Linked DNA regions of Mus musculus: regions 1, 2, 4, 5 and 6 are each linked to region 3. A link is a contact called in public HiChIP or PLAC-seq data. All regions are on one chromosome and are shown on one strand. Each heading gives the region's core, a stretch centred on a gene start, on an enhancer-like site or on the middle of the called end of the contact. The rest is flanking DNA. Distances are from core to core; before and after follow the strand shown. Region 1 holds the start of Homer3 (homer scaffolding protein 3). Region 2 holds the start of Mef2b (myocyte enhancer factor 2B). Region 3 holds the start of Lpar2 (lysophosphatidic acid receptor 2). Region 4 holds the start of Hapln4 (hyaluronan and proteoglycan link protein 4). Region 5 has its middle 58 kb from the start of D130040H23Rik. Region 6 holds the start of Armc6 (armadillo repeat containing 6).

The links. HiChIP or PLAC-seq counts read pairs in DNA pulled down with a chosen protein or histone mark.
Region 1: a contact with region 3 is called in an H3K27ac HiChIP or PLAC-seq map of trophoblast stem cells, with 5 times the contacts expected there. The contact joins the promoter of Homer3 here to the promoter of Lpar2 in region 3. A contact is called at or near these places in 3 of 39 promoter capture datasets (cranial neural crest, neutrophils and pre-B cells), 3 of 484 Hi-C or Micro-C datasets (all in embryonic stem cells), 3 of 115 datasets of contacts at active chromatin or transcription factors (bone marrow-derived macrophages, large pre-B cells and trophoblast stem cells) and 2 of 9 other capture datasets (adipose tissue and liver).
Region 2: an H3K27ac HiChIP or PLAC-seq map of extraembryonic endoderm stem cells shows a contact between it and region 3, with 4 times the contacts expected there. The contact joins the promoter of Mef2b here to the promoter of Lpar2 in region 3. A contact is called at or near these places in 3 of 39 promoter capture datasets (3T3-L1-derived adipocytes, embryonic stem cells and liver), 5 of 115 datasets of contacts at active chromatin or transcription factors (bone marrow-derived macrophages, effector CD8 T cells, extraembryonic endoderm stem cells and 2 more) and 3 of 9 other capture datasets (adipose tissue, embryonic stem cells and liver).
Region 4: a contact with region 3 is called in an H3K4me3 HiChIP or PLAC-seq map of bone marrow-derived macrophages, with 4 times the contacts expected there. The contact joins the promoter of Hapln4 here to the promoter of Lpar2 in region 3. A contact is called at or near these places in 19 of 39 promoter capture datasets (the 3T3-L1 cell line, the C10 cell line, the HPC-7 cell line and 10 more), 3 of 115 datasets of contacts at active chromatin or transcription factors (bone marrow-derived macrophages and embryonic stem cells) and 3 of 9 other capture datasets (adipose tissue, liver and pancreatic islet).
Region 5: a contact with region 3 is called in an H3K27ac HiChIP or PLAC-seq map of trophoblast stem cells, with 6 times the contacts expected there. The contact joins the enhancer-like site here to the promoter of Lpar2 in region 3. A contact is called at or near these places in 18 of 39 promoter capture datasets (the 3T3-L1 cell line, the C10 cell line, the HPC-7 cell line and 10 more) and 5 of 115 datasets of contacts at active chromatin or transcription factors (astrocytes, embryonic midbrain, extraembryonic endoderm stem cells and 2 more).
Region 6: an H3K27ac HiChIP or PLAC-seq map of trophoblast stem cells shows a contact between it and region 3, with 11 read pairs. The contact joins the promoter of Armc6 here to the promoter of Lpar2 in region 3. A contact is called at or near these places in 8 of 39 promoter capture datasets (the 3T3-L1 cell line, the C10 cell line, cranial neural crest and 5 more), 2 of 484 Hi-C or Micro-C datasets (B cells and embryonic stem cells), 4 of 115 datasets of contacts at active chromatin or transcription factors (bone marrow-derived macrophages, embryonic stem cells, extraembryonic endoderm stem cells and 1 more) and 3 of 9 other capture datasets (adipose tissue, liver and pancreatic islet).

What each region holds. Positions count from the first base shown.
Region 1 is chr8:70,281,712-70,284,685 of GRCm38.p6, reverse strand. It overlaps Homer3 (homer scaffolding protein 3), which reads right to left and starts at 1,687. Exons shown (of 10, transcript NM_001146153.1): 1 at 1,586-1,687.
Region 2 is chr8:70,150,896-70,154,060 of GRCm38.p6, reverse strand. Mef2b (myocyte enhancer factor 2B) reads right to left here and starts at 1,300. Exons shown (of 9, transcript NM_001045484.2): 1 at 1,217-1,300. All of the region lies in intron 1 of Gm45929 (predicted gene, 45929), which reads right to left.
Region 3 is chr8:69,821,187-69,824,503 of GRCm38.p6, reverse strand. Lpar2 (lysophosphatidic acid receptor 2) reads right to left here and starts at 1,939. Exons shown (of 3, transcript NM_020028.3): 1 at 1,793-1,939; 2 at 209-950. The coding sequence starts at 941. It overlaps Gmip (Gem-interacting protein), which reads right to left. Exons shown (of 21, transcript NM_198101.1): 21 at 2,634-3,317.
Region 4 is chr8:70,082,221-70,085,099 of GRCm38.p6, reverse strand. Hapln4 (hyaluronan and proteoglycan link protein 4) reads right to left here and starts at 1,571. Exons shown (of 5, transcript NM_177900.4): 1 at 1,537-1,571; 2 at 560-680; 3 at 1-318. The coding sequence starts at 1,539.
Region 5 is chr8:69,327,784-69,330,696 of GRCm38.p6, reverse strand. It overlaps the pseudogene Gm7688. Among named protein-coding and RNA genes, the nearest start is that of D130040H23Rik, 58 kb to the right of the region's middle. Within about 2 kb of position 1,581, at least 30 of the 459 cell types and tissues checked have an H3K27ac peak or open chromatin away from gene starts, as enhancers often do. A contact at or near this core is called in liver and trophoblast stem cells, where this site is marked.
Region 6 is chr8:70,233,168-70,236,300 of GRCm38.p6, reverse strand. It overlaps Armc6 (armadillo repeat containing 6), which reads left to right and starts at 1,879. Exons shown (of 8, transcript NM_133972.2): 1 at 1,879-2,191. Sugp2 (SURP and G patch domain containing 2) reads right to left here and starts at 2,096. Exons shown (of 11, transcript NM_172755.4): 1 at 1,649-2,096.

The sequences.
Region 1 (2,974 bases), core at 438-2,937, 460 kb before region 3:
GAGTGGAACATCTCATTCATCCCCTCCCATCCAACAGCCCCCCTCTCCTCCCAGAGGGCCTTGCATCAAAATGTGGGACAAAGCTGGATCCGTGGTGAGGCCCTGTGGTTTTATCTATCTGAAAGCCAAGGCGGTTAGATCATGCATCCCAGGAGTTCAAGGCCTCCCTGGTCATCATGGAGGGATAAACCCATCTCAAGGAGTAAAAGTGGAGTGCTTCCAGGGACCTAACAGGAAAATCAGGACCTCGCTGATCCCACAAATGGACCACTTCGGGGCTGAAGAGATGGTTCAGTGGGTAAGAGCACTGACTGCTCTTCCAGAGGTCCTGAGTTCAATTCCCAGCAACCACATAGTGGCTCATAGCCATCTGTAATGGGATTGGATGCCCTGTTCTGATGTGTCTGAAGACAGCTACAGTGTACTTGTATAAATAAAATAAATAACTCTAGGAAGGAAGGGAGGGAGGGAGGGAGGGAGGGAGGGAGAGAGAGAGAGAGGAGAGAGAGAGAGAGAGAGAGAGAGAGAGAGAGAGAGAGAGAGAGAGAGAGAGAGAGAGAGAGAGAGAGAGAGAGAGAGAGAGAGAGGAGAGAGAGAGAAAGGACCACTTAGCCCAGATAACTCTGTGTCTGAGTCTCCAGGGAGCTTACTTAAAAGGAAAAAATGAAAGCCTGGTATGGTGGCACCAGCACTGGGGAGAATGAGGAGACTTTGAAGCCAACCTGGGCTACAGAGTGGGACCATGTCTCAACGCACAGGCACACACACACACACAAGCACGCATTGCACACAGCGGTTCATCCTAGTCCCCACCATGTGAACAGGGAACAGGACCGGGAGAACGGAGCTCCCCAGCCTCCTATGAACGCTTGCACCTGTCATTCTCCTAAGTCCCCCAAATTTCAACTAAGGAGATTGGAGGAGAAGGAGGGTCCTGCGGGTGCGGGAGGTCAAGACCCGGGGTCTGAGGTCAGGGCCCCTCCAAGCTGTCTTGGGAAGCTGCGAAACCTAAGTTCCCATACAGAGGGAGGGTAGGGGGGTTGTCCAGTCAGAGACGCTAATGGAACTGGCGGAGATTGGGGGAAAGGGGTCCCCGAACCCAGGCCCTTCCGGTCGGACCACTCCTGCCTGGACTTGCCACCATCAGGAAAAGTTACTCACTGAGTAGTCACGCGCCTTGGAGCAGAGGCGCGGGGCGGAGAACCGCGATCGCGCGCGGCGGGGACCCTGCCAGGAGCCCCACGCCGGCTTCCCATTTGGCACCGGTTCCCACTCCCTCCAGGGCAGCTCGTGAGGGCAACTACGGGAGCCGCTGACCCGCAACTTCTAAGTGGCGGAGCCTCGCGATGCGGCGTCCCCAACACCCGGACCTCGGCTGAGGAACCCGGTGAAGACGCGCCCCGCGCCCCAGCCAGCACCTGAGCCGGCCCCCTAGCCGGCACCCCAGGATCCCAACCCCTCAGCCTGCACCCCGCAGCTCCTGGGCCCCGCCTCACAGTCCGCAACTTTGGAAACCGTCTGCGTTTCCTGCGCCCCCGACTCCCTGATTGTGCCTCGGAAGCTGGGGTCCCCCTGTCTGGCTCACCCCGCGTCGTCGTCGCTGCAGCCTCCGGCCCGCGCCCTCCGCGCGCCCCGCGCCGCCCGCGCCTTTGTCTGCGCCGCCTCCGGTCCCATCGCGGCCAGTCCCCGCGCCGCCCCGCCTCTGCCCAGCGCCCCCTGCTGGCCAGCTACGGAGGGCGGGGAAGAGGGAGGGGACCCCGAGAGGGAAGAAGAGGAGGGCGGACATGGAGGGGGGAGTTGGGCGGGGTGAAAGGGCAGAGGAAGGGGAGGGCACCAGGAGGTCAAGAGGAGGAACTTCTGAAGGGGGGACCCAGTGGGAGGCAACTGAAGGAAGTGGGGAGGGCGTGGCTTTTGAAGGAGGGGGAGGGGCCCATAAAGTCTGGGGCTGGGATCAGAGGGATTAAGGGCAGGGGCCTAGGATCAGGCAGAGTACTGGACAGAGGGGAGGGATCCAGGAGGGCAGCGGAGAGAGACAGAAGGTGACTGCGGACAAAGACAGCGGGGTGGGGAGAGGGGTGGAAGAGGAGGGTCTGTCTGGATCGGCCTTGGGGCAGAGCATTGGACTGATGGGCTGAAGGCTGAGAAGACAAAAGTGTGGGTGTTAGATGGGTGGTAGCGGGCCAGGGTGTGAAGACAGAGGCAGAAGTCCTGGAGTGTGATCTGGTGACCCAGAGATAGGGAGAAACACGGAAAATGGGTGGACAACGACCCTTCGCTTTCCTGCCTCCTACCAAGGGTGGCCCTGAGTCTTCATGTGGCTTCTTCGAAAAGAAAAAGTTCCTGGACCCTCAGCAACTGAAGCATGAAGACAGCTTGAGCCCAGCTCCCCAAAACGAAGGTGGGGGTGGGACTGCAAATCAGTGTGTAACGCCCTCGTCAAGCGTCTGTGGTGCCCTGGGCTCCATCCTAATTCCCACGAAAAGAACAAGCAGGCAAATCTCTGTGAATTCTAGGCTAGATTGGTCTATATAGTGAGTTCTAAGCCATCTAGGGCCACATAGTGAGACCCTGACTTTCAAAAATAAATTCTGGGAGTAACTAGGTTATTGTTACAGAGTCTTAGGATCCAAGTGTCCTCTTAGTGTTGTCTTCCAATGAAATGGACAAACTCCCTGCAGCTCTGTAGGCTGAGTCCTGCCTCTGTCCACAGCCACAGCAGCCCGCCGAGGATCCTTCAGGGGATCACCTATCTGCCAGTGGGTCCCTAGCCCTGTGGCAAATCCCTTGCTGCACTTTTCTAGAAATTTCTGCAAGGGTTTCCGTGTTCTGGGGACAAATGGCTGTGTCCGAATCAGAGTCTGTGGTTCTCAGCTTTGCATTTCTTATGTCAGATATATATTTTTTTCTCTTCTCAAGCCCTCTGGTGTCTGCTGGGATCTGAGCAGGTGGCTAACTTTCAGTGAAGATATTCTCA
Region 2 (3,165 bases), core at 51-2,550, 330 kb before region 3:
AAGCAGGTCAGGATACAGGAGCTGATGCAGAGGCTATGGAGGGATGTTTTTTACTGGCTTACTTCCCCTGACTTGCTCAGCTTGCTTTCGTATAGAACCCAAGACTATCAGCCAGGGATGGCACCATCCACAATGAATCCTCTCCCCTTGATCACTAATTGAGAAAATGCCCCACAGTTGGATCTCATGGAGACACTTCCCCAACTGAAGCTCCTTTCTCTGTGATAGCTCCAGTCTGTGTCAAGTTGACACACAAAACCAGCCAGTATCCAGATATAGTGCCATCACAATCAACCATCACCAAAACTTCAAATACAGCCTCAAGTAGGAACACACCTGTGATCCGACATTTTGGAAACGGAGGCAGGAGGACTGATGAAAGTTCAAGGCTATTTTGGACTACACACAAAGACCCTGTCTCAACCTCTCAACCCCCCTCTACCTAAAACAAAGAAAACCACAAACACAGCCACCCACGGGTACACATCTGTGATCTTGGCACTTGGGAGACCAAAGATCCACTACCATGAGTTCTAGCTTAGCCTGAGCTACAGAGCTCCTCCCAACCCCAAGGTCTCATGATACAGCCTCACTTAGGGCTCACTATGTAGAACAGGTTAGCCTGAAAAGATCTGCCTGACTGGGATTAAAGGCATGAAGCACCAGGTATGGCTACATAGACTTCTAGGCCAACCTGGACTGTAGAGTGAAACCCTCTCTAAAATTGCCAACTGAAACTTCCAACAGTGGAGTGTGGTCACACCCTTGAGATCCTGGACCTTGGAAGGCTGAGAGTGGAGAGCTGCTTTGAGTTTGAACTACGAATGCCGGAACTACATAGTGAATTTTGGACTAACCTAGACTACAGAGCAAGACCTGTCTTAAACCCCCTCTTCTCAAGAGAAAGAAGAAACCTCCAACAATTTAATGGTCACATGCTTGTGATCTCAGCACTCAGGAGTCTGAGGCAGGAGAACTGCTGTGAGTTTGAGGCTAGATGAGCTACATAGTAACTTCCAGACTAGGCTAGTTGAAACCCTACTCAGCAAACACTCCTGAAAGCAAGGCCCCCTAACCCAAAGACAGCGCGCGCATACACACGCATACACACACACACACACACACACACACACACACACACACACACACACACACACACACACACACACACACTCACGGCTCTCTGCATCCCACCCGCCCCGAGACCCGCGCACACCTCAGGAGTCCCGGGAGTCTGGTCCCTGCTGGCCACACCTGCTGCGCACTGTGAGGGTCCAGGCGCCTATGCTTCTGCTGCACTGAGCATAGCTCTGGCCCAGTGGCAGATGCCTTCCCGCGCAGCCCCGCCCTCAAGAGCTGATTGGGTGGAAGTAGGTTATTTGCATAGGGGCGGATACTTGGCTGTGTTCTGGCTCCTAGACGTTTCAAACTAGGTCCGTCCGAGAGAAGATGCTAGGATCCAAAGAGAAGCCTGACTGAGAAGTGCACGCCAAGGAGGCTAAGGCAGGAGTACTGCAGCTAGTTGCAGGCCAGCATGGGATACAGAGCGAGACCCTATCAAAACCAAAACAAAACAGAACAACCAGAGCATAGTGGCATACAACTTTAATCCCAGCCCTTGGAGAAGTACAGGCTGGTGATTGTTGAGGCTAGCCTGGTCTACAGAGCAAGTTCCAGGACAGCCAGGGCCACACTGAGAAACTGTGTCTGGAAACAAACAAAAAACAAACAAACAAACAAACAAACCAAAACCATCACTACCACCACCAACAACAAAAAAAAAAAAAAAAGGAAAGAGAAAGAAAAAAGAGAAAAAGAAAACAGGGTCGTGGAGCCAGACAAAAAAAAGGAAAGAGAAAGAAAAAAGAGAAAAAGAAAACAGGGTCGTGGAGCCAGACGAAATGGTTCAGTGGGTAAAGGGGTTTCCTGCTAAGCATGGTAACAGGAGTTCTATCTCCGGTATGAAAACGTGGAGTGAGAGAACCCACACCAGTAAGTTGTCCTCTGTCCTCCTGCTATGGCACAGACGACGCCTCCCCCCCACAATCATATACAAATATATATTATCTTAAAAATTAAAAAACACTGGGCAAGGCTGTACAAACAGCTAGGCTCCTCCTTAAGGAGTCAGGGCTCCTGGACCTCACTGTGATGACCCTGACCTTACCTTGGACTGGCTAGTCAGGACCATACACCTTAATAGGAGTGAAGTACAGTTAGCAGCTGGTTTGGTGACACAGCCTGTCCTCCCAGTTGCTCCAGTCGGCTGGAGTGTGCTAAGTTTCTGGCCAGTATGAGGTACACAGAGCTCAAGTGCATCCTGGGTAATTTTGAGACTACTGTCTCTAGATAAGAAATAAGTTGGGCCTGGTGGCTGAGTCTGTAATCCCAGGTACTCAGGAGGCTGAGACAATCACATGAAGATGCTAAGTCTAACTAAGGCCAGCCTGGGCAACATAGTAAAACCCTGGCTCAAAATAAATATAAAAACAGACAAACAATAGCCAGGCGCGGTGGCGCACGTCTTTAATCCCAGCACTCCGGAGGCAGAGGCAGGCAGATTTCTGAGTTCGAGGCCAGCCTGGTCTACAGAGTTCCAGGACAGCCAGGGCTATACAGAGAAACGCTGTCTCGAAAAACAAAACAAAACAAAACAAGAGACCCTGTCCAATAAGGAAATAAAGGATTCTTTAGAATTCTGATCCTGCTGGCAAATGGGACCAAGCCAGTGCCACGCTGGACCACTCCTGAATAATTAGAGCCATTATATGGGGGGGGGGGTCACCAGTACGGACTTACCAGCTGTGCCTTTGCCAGTGTCCTCATATACCTTCCAGTACCATGCCCCTGTCCCATGCCCCTGTCTCAGCTCGCCTCTGGCTTTGCAGAGGGAAAGTCACTGTGGGGCCTTCTAGGACTCCCATCCACCCTCGGCCTGGAGGCCCAGCATCATTCTGCACAGATGATGGGCCAGAGGAAGACCCAAGTGGGGAGCACTTGAGGTAAGCCTCAGAGAGAAAAGAATGTCAGGGTCAGAGGTCTGGGACAAAGCTGGAGCTGGCTGTGGTGTGAAGCGCCTCCGAACCCCACCCTGGTGTGAGGGAAGTAGAAACTCCACATGTTCCCTTCCCCAACTCTTGGCAAGTAGTACTGGGCTAGGGGAAC
Region 3 (3,317 bases), core at 690-3,189:
GCCTGAAACACAATCAAACAAAAAAGACCGATAAATGGTTTCCTTTGAGAAACAGGTGAAAACTGAGGCTAGCCTTTTCTCCTCTTGTAGGCTGGCATTTTTACCTCTTTGGAGTCTGCTTGGGAAACACCCCCTCCCTTATTGCTTCAGGGTCCCAGGGTCCTATGGCAAGTCCCCTCCTAAAGCTATTGTCAGAGCACCCACTCACCCAGAATGATGACAACCGTCTTGACTAGGCTGAGTGTGGTCTCTCGGTAGCGGGGATGGCAGCTGACGTGCTCCGCCATGCGTTCCACCCGTCTACGCACATAGAAGAAAATTCGTGTGTAGACAGCTACCATGAGTAGGAAGACAAGCAGGCTGGATAGGGCCCACGCAGCCAAGTAGGAGCGGCTGAACAGGGGCACCATGCGTGAGCAACTGTCCAAGTCACAGAGGCAGTGCCAGAAGTGTGCAGGTAGCAACCCCAGACCCAGTGCAGCCGCCCACACACCCACGATGAGTGTGACCACACGGCCCCGGGGCAGGCGGCTGTGTAGCTGTACCGCCATCACACTGCGGTGCCGTTCCACAGCGATGGCCAGCAGTGTGGCCACTGACGCCGTGAGGCTGGTGTCCAGCAGGCCCTGTCGCAGGAACCAGCCTTTGATGGAGAGCCTGGCAGTGCGTGGGCCAGTATGGAACATGAGGAAGAGGTAGGCCATGCCAGCGAAGAGGTCAGCCGCAGCCAAGTTGCCAAGCAGGTAGTATATGGGCTGGTGGAAGCGTCGGTTGGAGGCGATGGCTGCAATAACCAGCAGATTGGTCAGCAATACCAGCACACTGACTGTCAGCCCCAGGGCCACCACCACCACATCTTTGGGGCGCCAGTGAAGGCTGAGCTCCTTGCCGCTGTTATTATAGAAAAAGCCGATGGTCTCGTTGTAGTAGCACTGGCCCATGATGGCTGCCTGTGGATACAGAAGACAGATCAGTGCAGGTGGCCCCTGATGGAAGGGCACTTGAACAAAGCAGTGGCCAGAGACTAGAATCAAGATTGGGTGAGTGCAACCTACAGGATCAGAGGCCCTCTGTGCAAGAAGTCTGTGCTGAAGGCCAAAGTGACCTTTAAAAAGCAATTTCTATTTATTTACTCATAAAGCAGGGTCTCTCGATGCATCCCAACTGACCTAGAACTTGCTTTGAGACCACACTGGCCTCAAAATCAGAGATCCACTAGCCTCTGCTGAATGCTGGCATAACAATTTAAAACGGTTTTCTGATCGGCTTTTCTTTTCTTTTTTAAATCTTAAGAACCCAGAGCAAATGCATCCACATTGCAATTCAGTGCCACGTGCCACTAATCCGTGACTGGGTTGGACACCTGTGGTTTTCAATGGGCGTGGGTGGGTTGGCTGGGGCAGCACAAAGGCGGAGTGAGCTGCTGGGGTTAGCCTTAAGAAGATCAAACTTGTGCCAGGGTCCTTGCACAGTGCAGAGGCCAGGGGGTGTGTGCACACCAGAGCGAGGTCCGTGGTCAACACCCGGAGGGCAATGCCAAGGCACTGAGGGGACTTAGCGCGAGCAGAGTAGACAGAGACCGCCCAGAAGTTGAGTTACAGGCAGGATTCCGCGCAAGAGCTCTGAAAGCAGTCCATTCCTGGGTGGGACTGAGGGCCAAGAAGGCCTCCAGGACAAAAGAGGGTATTGCAGACAACCCTGGGCTAGGAGAAGGATTGTGGAGAAGAGGGGGCCCCGCCTCGCTTTCTTCGGTGGCCTGCACCCACCCTAAACCGGTTGGTGTTGGTCTTACCTGCACATCCAGTCAAGCGGCAGATGGGGCTGGCTCGCGGTGGGTTGAAGCAGGACTGAGACCCATGGCCGGGCAACCGAGCGGTTGCGCAGCAGCGTCCGGTGTTCCTGGAGCCCCCGGCTGAGGAGGCGGGAGAGGCGGGACCTCAAAGCCACGCCCCCACCTGCCTTAGCTCTTGGCCCTTGGGGGTGTCCCGCCCCCTGGAAAGTCCCACCCCCACGTCGGAAGTGTGATCTCCTGAAACTGTGGTCATTTCACCGCCTCCCCACAGCCCCCTTTTCCCACGTGGGGCACCCTTTCTACTCCCCCCCCCCCCCCCCCCCGCACATCTCACGTGCTTGCCCTTTCGCGCCTTTGGGGCTGAGTCACCTGGCAGTTGAAAAGATCCACAGCGGGGGGGGGGGGGGCTCTGCGGGCGCCCCCCCCCCCGTTTCTGTCCAATCCTTTACCGAGCTGCAAGCCCCGCCCCACTGTTCCGTGGTCAATCTCCCGGCTGGACCCTCGCCCCACTGCTGCCGCACTACCTTGCTTCCCGAAGTCTCGCCCCAGCCTGCCGCTGGCTCGAGCCTGCAGCAGCCTCCTCCCCTGACCTCCCCCGGTTCGCAGCACACAGCCCCATTGTCCCGATTATCTGCACCGAGTTGTATTTGATTGTGTAGAACCGGATCAGGGACACTGAGCTGAGTGACTCATCTTGGGCTCCAGGCCCTACACTAATTGCCAGTAGGTTTCCCAGGGTGTGTTTAGAAGCCTTGGTTCCATCATCTGGCCCTTAATAAAGGGTTAAAGACGCTGCTCTTACTGGTGACTTATTGTCAGCATTCCAGCACAAAGACAAATGTGCAAGAACAGACAAGATTTATCTTATTTTATTTTGTTTTTCTGAAACAGGGTTTCTCTGTGTAGCCCTGGCTGTCCTGGAACTTTCTCTGTACACCTGGCTGGCATAAAACTCAGAGATCCTCCTGCCTCTATCTCCTGAGTGCTAGGATCAAGTAGAGGTGTGTGGCACTACCGCCCAGCGGATTTTTTTTTTTAAATTAAAATTTTCTTTTATTTGTGCATGTGCACAGGTCAGACAATTTGTAGGGATGGGCTCTCTCCTTCCACTAAGTGGCTCTGGGAGGTCCAACAAATGTGAGGCTTTACAGCAAGCACCACTGCGGTCAGCCCTCCTGCCGGCAGCAGGATATGGTTTTATTTGGAGGTTGTAAGAACACAGATTTAGCCAGCACTTGGGAGGCAGAGGATTTGTGGCTCACAAAGGGAGCTCCAGACCAGCCAGAGCTACACAGTGAGACTTAGCTTAAAACAAACAAACAAACAAACAAATTAAAAGGAGACAGGGCTGGGCTGCAGCCACCTGCTAACTTGGGAGTCTGTTACTGCTGCAAGTGTAGTAGGGCCAGGAGCCATTATGACTGAAATAGTCAAGACACCCGTCTCAGAGGTCAGAGACTCGGGTAGTCCCCAAGGATCTACTGATCTGTATTGACCATTGAGTCTTGACCCCGAAACACCTGCA
Region 4 (2,879 bases), core at 322-2,821, 260 kb before region 3:
TGGTGACCTCGCACTCGTAGCGCCCGTAGTCCTGAAGGGTGACATTTCGGAGGACCAGGGAGGCATCCCCAGGTCCGTCATTCTGCAGTTCGGCCCGCCCTCGGTAGGGACCGAAGGCTCGATGCTGGGGACCCAGAGCCACGAAGACATCGGCGAAAGCCAAAGGGTCTACCACTTTCGTCCACTTGAGGCGGACGCCGTCGTGACCGTGGGCGGCCGCCTCGTAGTGGTAACGGCAGGGTAAGACAATGGTACCACCGCGGTGGCTCACCACCTGCCCCGGCGCCGTCTGCACCACCACGGAACCGGACTCGCCCTCTGCGGGGCGACCAATCAGGGGTCAAAGGTGCGGTAGGGTCCCTCAGGGAGAGGATGTGGGTCTAGGATGGGAAAGGAGCTCAGAGATTGAATGTAGGGGACCATGGCAATCCGCCACCCCATCCCACTCCCATCGTTCACTCTAGGCCACCGCTGTGTGTGTGTGTGTGTGCGCGCGCGCGCGCGCGCACGCGTGTATTGGGGATTGCAGGGGATGACCAGAGCTTCCCACAAAACTCACCCAGCACGTGCACGACTTTCTTCCTGCCACGCTGCGCCCCTGCGAGCACGGGGACCAGCAGCAGGAGTCCCCAGGCCACGGCCCAGAGTGCGCGGTGACCGAGGGCTCCTGGAGCACACGCCTGCGGGTACAGGAGCTGCTTCCAGCTGTACTGCCCCAACAGCCCCTAGCTCTGCCAGCCCTCCCCAAAAGGGTCTCAGGCGCGAATCAACCGTGGAACTGACGGAGGGTCAGGAGATTTCCTTTCGTCTTCCCTAAGTCCCTGCCCCCGTTACGGGAGCGCACGGGAGGGGGAGCAGCAGCGCGGACCGGGGCCGCAAGGTTATCAGCGCGCCAGGAGACTGCAGCAAGCCCGGCAGCACGAGCGGGGGTTGGGGATAGAGGGACAGGATTGGAGAGGTGGGGGGCAACGGGCTACTGAGCCAGGCCAGGAGAGATAGAGGGAGCGAGACCCAGAGTTGAGACACAGAGACAGAGACAGAGACACAGGAACTCAGAGGAAGAGATTCAGAGATAGAGACTCAGAGACAGACACCCGGAGACAGCGGCAAAGACAGAGAGAGACCCAGAGACTCGGAGACAGAGACGCAAAGATGCACTCAGAGACACAGAGATGCAGAGACACAGAGATAGAGACGCAGAGATAGAAACTCATAAATAGAGACGCAGAGACAGTGACCCAGAGACTCAGAGACAGTGACCCAGAGACGCAAAAATAGAGGTGTAGGATCAGAGATGCAGAGACTCAGAGGTAGAGGAAGGAGATACTAGTGGGAGAGACACGGAAAAAGAATAAGTGAGCGCTCTTCTCCACCACCACCCCCAAACATGGGGGAGACATTGAAGAGGCAGAGAAAGGGAAAGTGCCAAAGAAAGAGAAAGAGGAGGCAAGAGGAAAAGAGAGGGCGGAGAGAGGCAGAGAGAAGAGAGACAGAGACAAATGTGAGATTCGAAAACCAGTGCAGCGTGGCACTCACCATCCTGGTCGTGGCCCTTGCTGAGCGGCCAGTGCGCTTCCCCAACTGCGCACGCGCACAGCGGTCTGGCCAGCTGGTCCTGCCGGTCGCGCAATCCGGGCGTCTGCCTGCAAGCAGAGGAGGGCGCTTTAAAGGTGCCGCGCGCGCGTGCGCACGCACAGCACGGGGTGGGGGTGGGACAACCCTCACCCCCCAGCACGGGGAATTGAGAGCACTGTAATAGTGACCCATCCCAACCTCTCACCCACGAGGACTAAGTTGACTAGTTTCACTGGACTGAGCTGGTACTCCACACCTGGGATGACAGGCGTGCTGCCGCATAGGAGTCCCATATAACCACCCAGTGAGCAGAAGGGTAAACTAAGATGGTCGGCCAAGCTCCTTAATCAAGTCTTCCAGCTCCTGCCAGCACAGGAAAGACTCAAGTCCACGAGCCTCCCTGCCACCCCAACACACTTTATTTTATGGTAGAGACACACAACTGTTACTCAAGTATTCTGGAGGGAGAAAGGAGAACCAGCAGTTTAAAGTTATCTTCTGCAGGTTCGAGGTCAGCCTAGGATGAGAAGGAAAAAAGGGAAGGGGTTTGGAGCTAGTCTCTAATCTCAGCAGAGGCAGGTAGACAGCAAGCTTGAGACGAGCCTGGCCTATCTCCAGGCCATGTGTTAGCTGGAGGCTGAGGCTGAAGCTCAGTTGGAGAAGGGATCGCTTAGCATGCCTGTGGTTCTGGGTTCCAGAGGGAGGCTAGTCATTTCAACACCAGAGAGGCTGCGGTGGGGTTAGGAATTTAAAGTCATCTTTGGGCCAGTTGTGGTGGTACATGCAGGTAAAACATGCTAAGAGGCAAGAGGCAGAGGTAGGACAATCATGCGTTTGAAGCCTCATTTGTTGCTTCTGTGACGGCACACGCCTTTAGTCTCAGCACTTGGGAGGCAGAGGCAGGCGGATCTCTGTAAGTTAGAGGCCAGCCTGTTCTACGTAGTAAGTTCCAGGACAGCCAGAGCTACTATGAGAGAACTTATCTCAAAATAACTAATTGAGGAAAGTAAAGTTACCTTGGGCTACAGTGGGAATTTAAGGCCTGCCTGGGATACATAGGACCTTATTTTCTACAGAGTTCCAGGACAACTAGAGTTACACAAAGACCTTGTTAAAGAGGAGGAGGAGGAGGAGGAGGAGGAGGAGGAGGTGGGGGAGGAGGTCAGGGAAAGCCAGGCATGGAGGTATAAGAGAGGCTAAGGCAGAAGGATAGCAAGTTTGAGGCTAGCCTGGGCTCCACAGCCAGATGCTATGGCTTTTCTAGGCTAGACTGGAGTAAGTCTTCTCTTCACCGGCAGCAGTAC
Region 5 (2,913 bases), core at 332-2,831, 490 kb after region 3:
ATGTGCTACCATGCTTGGCAATAGTCATTACTGAAAATGATTTTATGGGCACAAGTGACAGACAACTGAAATGACTGAAGAGGTTTTACACTCTCCCCATTCTCCTATGCTTCTTTTTATCTATTATTCAGTTTTGTTCTTCTTTCCCTTTCTGTGTGTGTGTGTGTGTGTGTGTGTGTGTGTGTGTGTTGGCTACTCACAGGCTTTCTTCAAAAACCACAGTGATCTTCCTGCCTCTGTGTCCTAAGTGCTGGGATCAAAAGAATGTAAAACCACACTCACCGTGAAAAATAATTTTTATGGTACAAGGTCCTCCTCCTCCCCCTCCCCTTTCCTGTACCTCTCTCCTTTCCCCCCTTCCCTCTTTTCTTCTTCCTACTCCTCCTCTTGTCCTCTTCCTCCTCTTCTTCCTCTGCCTCCACTTCCTCCTCCTTCTTCAGAAATAGAATTTCACTTGTATTTCATGTATATGGGAGTTTTGCCTGTTTATGTGACTTTGCCTCATTCCTGCTTGGTGAATTTATGGCTGCCTAGGAGGTGAACAGATTTTTTCAGATTCCCTGAAGCTGGAGTTAGGGATAGATGTGAGCTGCTGAGTGTGCTGGGAAGGAAACCTGGGTGCCCTCAGAAAATCGGCAGTGTTCTCAACTGCTCGTGTATTTTCCATCCCTAGGTTTCTAATCTTTATAATATTTGCTGTCCAAGACAGCCTAGGTCATTAGAGGGGTTAGACGCCCACTGTTCATTAACAGTTCAATTCATCTGCAAGTCAGAGAATCTGCCTGAGGCAGGAATGCGCTCCCTAGTTGGCCACTTAATGCAATGTAATCACTCCTGAAACCATATACACACAATAAACAACAAACAAACAAACAAATGAACACAACAACAACAACAGACTCAGCAGGTTGTATGTGTGTGTGTGTGTGTGTGTGTGTGTGTGTGTGTGTGTGTGTGTGTGTGTGTGTGTGTTGTATTGTGGCTCTTTTCAGTTAATTGCATGAAGGAATTACACTAGTCCAAGTTAAAAGCGGACCCCAAATGATTACATTATACAAGCTGTGAGGTTTTTAAACTTGTGACAAGGGACAGAAGGGAAATTCTACTCATTGCAAGGAAATCCTCACTTAAGCCACGAGCACTTAAAACCCATGACCCTTCAGTTGATCTTCCTCAGCCAGTCCAATCTCTATCAGGAGCTGGCATATGCTCTTGCGCTGGTCACCCTGTGGCTGAATTACTTCTCCATTTTCTTCTGGATGCTCAATTACAGTACCATTGCAAGCAAATTTCTTCTTAAACGCCTTCACTAGTTTCTTTTTATCGTACTCATCAGTGATCAGTTGTAAGGGTCTTCCTGTCGTTTCTCTTTTGAATTCTTATATGGATATAATCCTCAGAGCCAGCAGGAAGCAGGTCATCACCCTTACTTGCATCAGCAAAGGGGTCGAAAGAGTGGAGGTTCTGGATAGCGGACATACGAAAAGATTCCTTTTCCTCGGCGGAAATGGCCTGCGGAAGGCGGCTGCGGGAGAAGGCGGGCGTGGGGGACGTAGCTTCGGGAAGCAAGAGGGCTCGAGGGGGAGGCAGCTGAGTCCTCCGGCGGCGGCTCAGTGACTGGGGCCGGTTGTAGTCATATATTAAGAGCTTACTTACTCATGCATGACAAGGAAGAATTTGGGAAGGGAAGGAGGGAGGACAAGGAAGGGTGTATGAGATGCAATATATTTCAATGAACAAGTACAAAAGTAAACTTTAAATTAAAAGAAGAGGGGCTGGAGAGTTGGCTCAGCAGATAAGAGCACTGAGTGCTGTCCAGAGGACCCAGGTTCCATTTCCTTAACCCAGGTAGCTAACAATGTGCTGTGACTCCAATGGTTGGTATCTTCCGCCCTCTTCTGGGTGCTGTCGGTACTGCGTACAGACACAACTAGGCAGATATCCATATAACCATAAAAATGAAGGATAGAACAAGAAGTGTATACTTGGGATTAAACTTGGATCCTCTAGAAGAGCAGCCACCTCTCTAAACTGTTGAGCCATCTCTCCGGTGCCTTGACGTGCTATTTCAATGCTGCTGATACCAATTAACATCTAAAATCTCTTACCATTCATTTACGAAGAAAAATACTCAACACACTGTTTGGTGTTGTCACAGTCCTGAGACAGACAGCCTCCAGGCTTAGTCAAAATGAACTCTTTCTGGTCCTGCACGGAGGCATCCATGACCTTCCTCTGAGCCAACCTGCCCAGAAGGAAAAGCAACCTTGTTCTGAGTATAAAATAGCTCAGTATAGCTGTTCATCTAAGTACAACATCTACTGTGCTAATAGGTGACTTACCCTTGATGTTTGCTCTATATATGTGGTATCTCTTGTTTGTATGTGTGGGGATTGTCACATTGATATATCTATCTTTTTGTTTGCAGTGTCACTGATGAGAAATTTGTCTGACTCCATTTTGAAGGTAGGGGCCATTATGCTGTATTATGAAAAATTAAGTTGATATTTACTATAAGAGCTGATTTGCTGTGTTTAAGCCTTTGTCCTAGAGCCTGTCTTGCCCCGACCCATGAACTTTACATATTTTGGAGAACACCCTGACTATATCTGACCCTATATAACTGCATATTGGCCACATGATGTTATTTTGTTGTTGTTGCTGTTTTTGTTTGTTTTGTTGGGATGTTGTTGTTGTTGTTTTATATTTCCTTTTTCTCTCATTGTCTATTTTCTGTAAACCTGCTTGGGAAATACTTGTGATTTTACTCTTAAAATGGGGCACTAAAAGTGGATTCAGGGTTGATCTCTTTAACTAGAATTAGGAGGCAGGCCGGGCGTGGTGGCGCACGCCTTTAATCCCAGCACTCGGGAGGCAGAGGCAGGTGGATTTCTGAGTTTGAGGCCAGCCTGG
Region 6 (3,133 bases), core at 630-3,129, 410 kb before region 3:
GTTCCAGGGCAACCAAGACAATACAATGAGAACCTATATAAAGGGCTGAGGGACAGGAGAGGTGGCTCAGTGTTTAAAGAGTGTTTGCTGCTCTCGCAGAGAGCCTCAGTTCAGAACCCAGCATCCACACTGAGCAACCAACAAGTAAAATCTTAAAAGGGGAATAGAGGCTGAGCTGGTTTCAGTAAGGGGCCTAACAAGATGGCCTGAGTTCAAAACTGGCCAAGTTCTGACTTCCACCCATGTGCTGTGGCAAACATGTGCCCAAAAGTACCCAAAACTAAGCAGGAAAAAAAGCTGGGCATGAGGACATATGTGCCTGTAATCTCTGATGAAGACAAGGAAGAAAGATCACTGGAGCTTGGTGATCAGCCAGACTAGCCAATCAGTAACCAGACATCAATTTCTGGCCTACACACACACACACACACACACACACACACACACACTCACTCTTTCTCCTCCCTCTCTCACAAACACACACATACACACACAGAGGTATCTGGTGGTACAAGCATGTAATCTCAGCTATTTAAGAGGCTGAGCAACAGGTTTGCAGGTTTAAAACCTGTGTGAGCTACCTAGTTTATTCCAGACCAGCCTAGGCTACATAGCAAGACCCAGTTTTGTGTGTGCATGAGGGTTTTGTTTTGTTGTTGTTTGGATTTTTTGCAACTACAACAGAGTAGCCCACTTTGGCATGAGCACTAAACCTCTGATCCTCCTGCTTTTGCCTTCCAAGAACTAGGATTGCCAGTGTGCACTGCCAGGTTCTGCAGACCCAATCTTTTTAGTTTTATTTACTTTTTTTTTTTTTTTTTTTTTGGTAGCATGGTTGAGTAGGAGAGATTCCAAATGATCTCCTTACACACCTCTGGTTGGCCTCAAACTTTGTGTGTGCACACACACACATACATACACACTAAGGTTGGCATTGAAAGGAAAATCCACCCTGTCTCTGCCTCCTGGGAACTGGGATTATAGGGGTGAGCCATCATAATCAGTTTGAGACCCTGCCTTAAAAAAAAAAAAAAAAAAAAAGAAAAAGAAAAAGAAAGAAAGAAAAAAGGAATGAAAGAAAAAAATGTTCACACACGGGAGAAAAGCAGACTTGAAGAAGTGAACCACTAGGTCAGGCATCCTAATGTTGAGCCTGACCAACAGGGCATTCATTGTGAGGGCACTTTCTGAATGTTAAAAAAAAATAAGGCAGCATACATATCAGTGACAGCCTTCCTTATGACACTTCCAACTTCAAGAGGTAAACCTCCCTTCTGGTCATTTCTATAACCATCACCCCGTTTCCCCACACCCTGGGAAAGCGATAGGACGCCCCTTGTTCTCTGTCATTTAAGAGCAGGGACTCCTCCGGGTCAGCTGATCCTGAAATTTAATCAAGGTACCTAATCTGTCTGCACCTCCGTTTCCCCGTCTATGGTACTGGCAGACTCGGAGGCTGCAGTGGTTCCCGGCAGCTGGAGGCCCGAAGCCCGCTCGCCGTTACGCCCAACTCGCCCGGCCGACTGAGGGCTCAAGCGTAATGAATGGACCCGCCAGACAGGCTGGAGGAGCGCGCTCGCCCTAGAGACACCCAGAGTCCTTCCCACCCCGGGCCAGCCCTCCCAGGTCTCCAGGGCCCGGGCCTCACCCGGAGCCTGCCGCGTGCGGTGCCGCCCCCGCCGCTGCCGCCGCCGCCTCGGGCCCCTTATCCACCGCCTGGCGAGGCGGGGAGATGCAAATGAGCCAACGGTTTCCGCAGCGCCGCGTCGCGCAGGCGCAAGCCTCTGCCTTGCCTTGGTGCGCAGGCGCTGGCTGCCACCGCCTAGGTCCTCATGCGCAAGCGTCGAGGGCAGCCATCTTCGCTCTTTCGCGCAGGCGCGCTGCTCACTTCTCAGGGCCGAGTCTACCTAGGTGAAAACTATCTCTTTTGAGGGGAAGCGACACCTAGGAGTAGCATTGAGAGTACTGCAAGAGTCTCAGGCCCACGCGTATTCTGTGGCTCCCTTCGCTTTACCTGTGCTCGCGGTCGCCCTCGTTGCCCCGGAAAGGAGCCTCTCGGCTGAAGGAGGGACGCCGAGGCGAGGCGGCGCCTCTGCGCTTGCGCTTATATGGTGGCTCGAAGGAGCCAAAGGCAAAGTCTCGGGTGACAGCTGCGAGCCCCACCCTTTCCCCACGTGGCTGCGTAGACCCGGTGAGGAGCACCGGCCGCCTGTGCTTGTGGCTGGCGCAGTGGGGAGTGGGCGCCGCGGGGTCGGGGTGGTGGTGTTTGCACGACTCTCGCGGACTTGGTTTGGGGGAAGGAGAGAATCGTCCCAGAGATACTTGGGAAGCAAATGCTTCGCCTTTCTTGTGCAGGTTCTTTCATTCATTTTATTCATTCGCGCTGCGCCTGTGTGCACCTGAGCACCTGCTACAGGGTCGGCCGCATTCTAGGCAGTGGAGCCAGGAGTACAAGAGGTTCAAGACAGTGTGACTCTGGTTCAGGGGACGCTGGTGTTGCTGTTCATGTAGTAGTGATGGAGCGGGCGTGGTTGCTGCACCTGTCATGACTGCTTTAGGGAGACAGAAGGATTGATGAGTTCTAGACCGGCTTTGGCTATGTAGCCAGCCCATATTTCAGAATAAAAACAGCCAAAAGAAAGAACAGGCGTTGTGGTGCACTCAAGAAGCAGAGGCAGAAGGATTGCTGCGAGTTTGATACCAGTCTGGGCTACAAGACCAGACACTGCCTCAAAAACAACTGATGAGCCAGGGGGTTGTTTGGAGACTGGAAATCAGGAGTTCAAGGTCAGTCAGGTCTACATGAATCCCTAACATAAAAAACAAAAACGGGATTATTTCATGTGACAGTAAGGCTGCTTGACCTAGACAGGTTTTGTTTACTTGAGGGGCAAGACGGGGGAGGGGGTCAGGAGGGTCTCACTGTGTAGATCAGGCTGGCCAGAAACTCACAGAGGTCTACCATTTCTGCCTCCGTTGTTCTGGTATCAGTGTTTCTTGTTTTGTTGTTGTTTTTCAAGCCAGGATTTCTCCGTGTCGTCCTGGCTGTCCAGGAACTTGCACTGTAGACTGTGCTGGCCTCCAGTTCAGAGGTTAGCCTGCCTCTGCTTCATTTGTGCTTTAATAACTATTA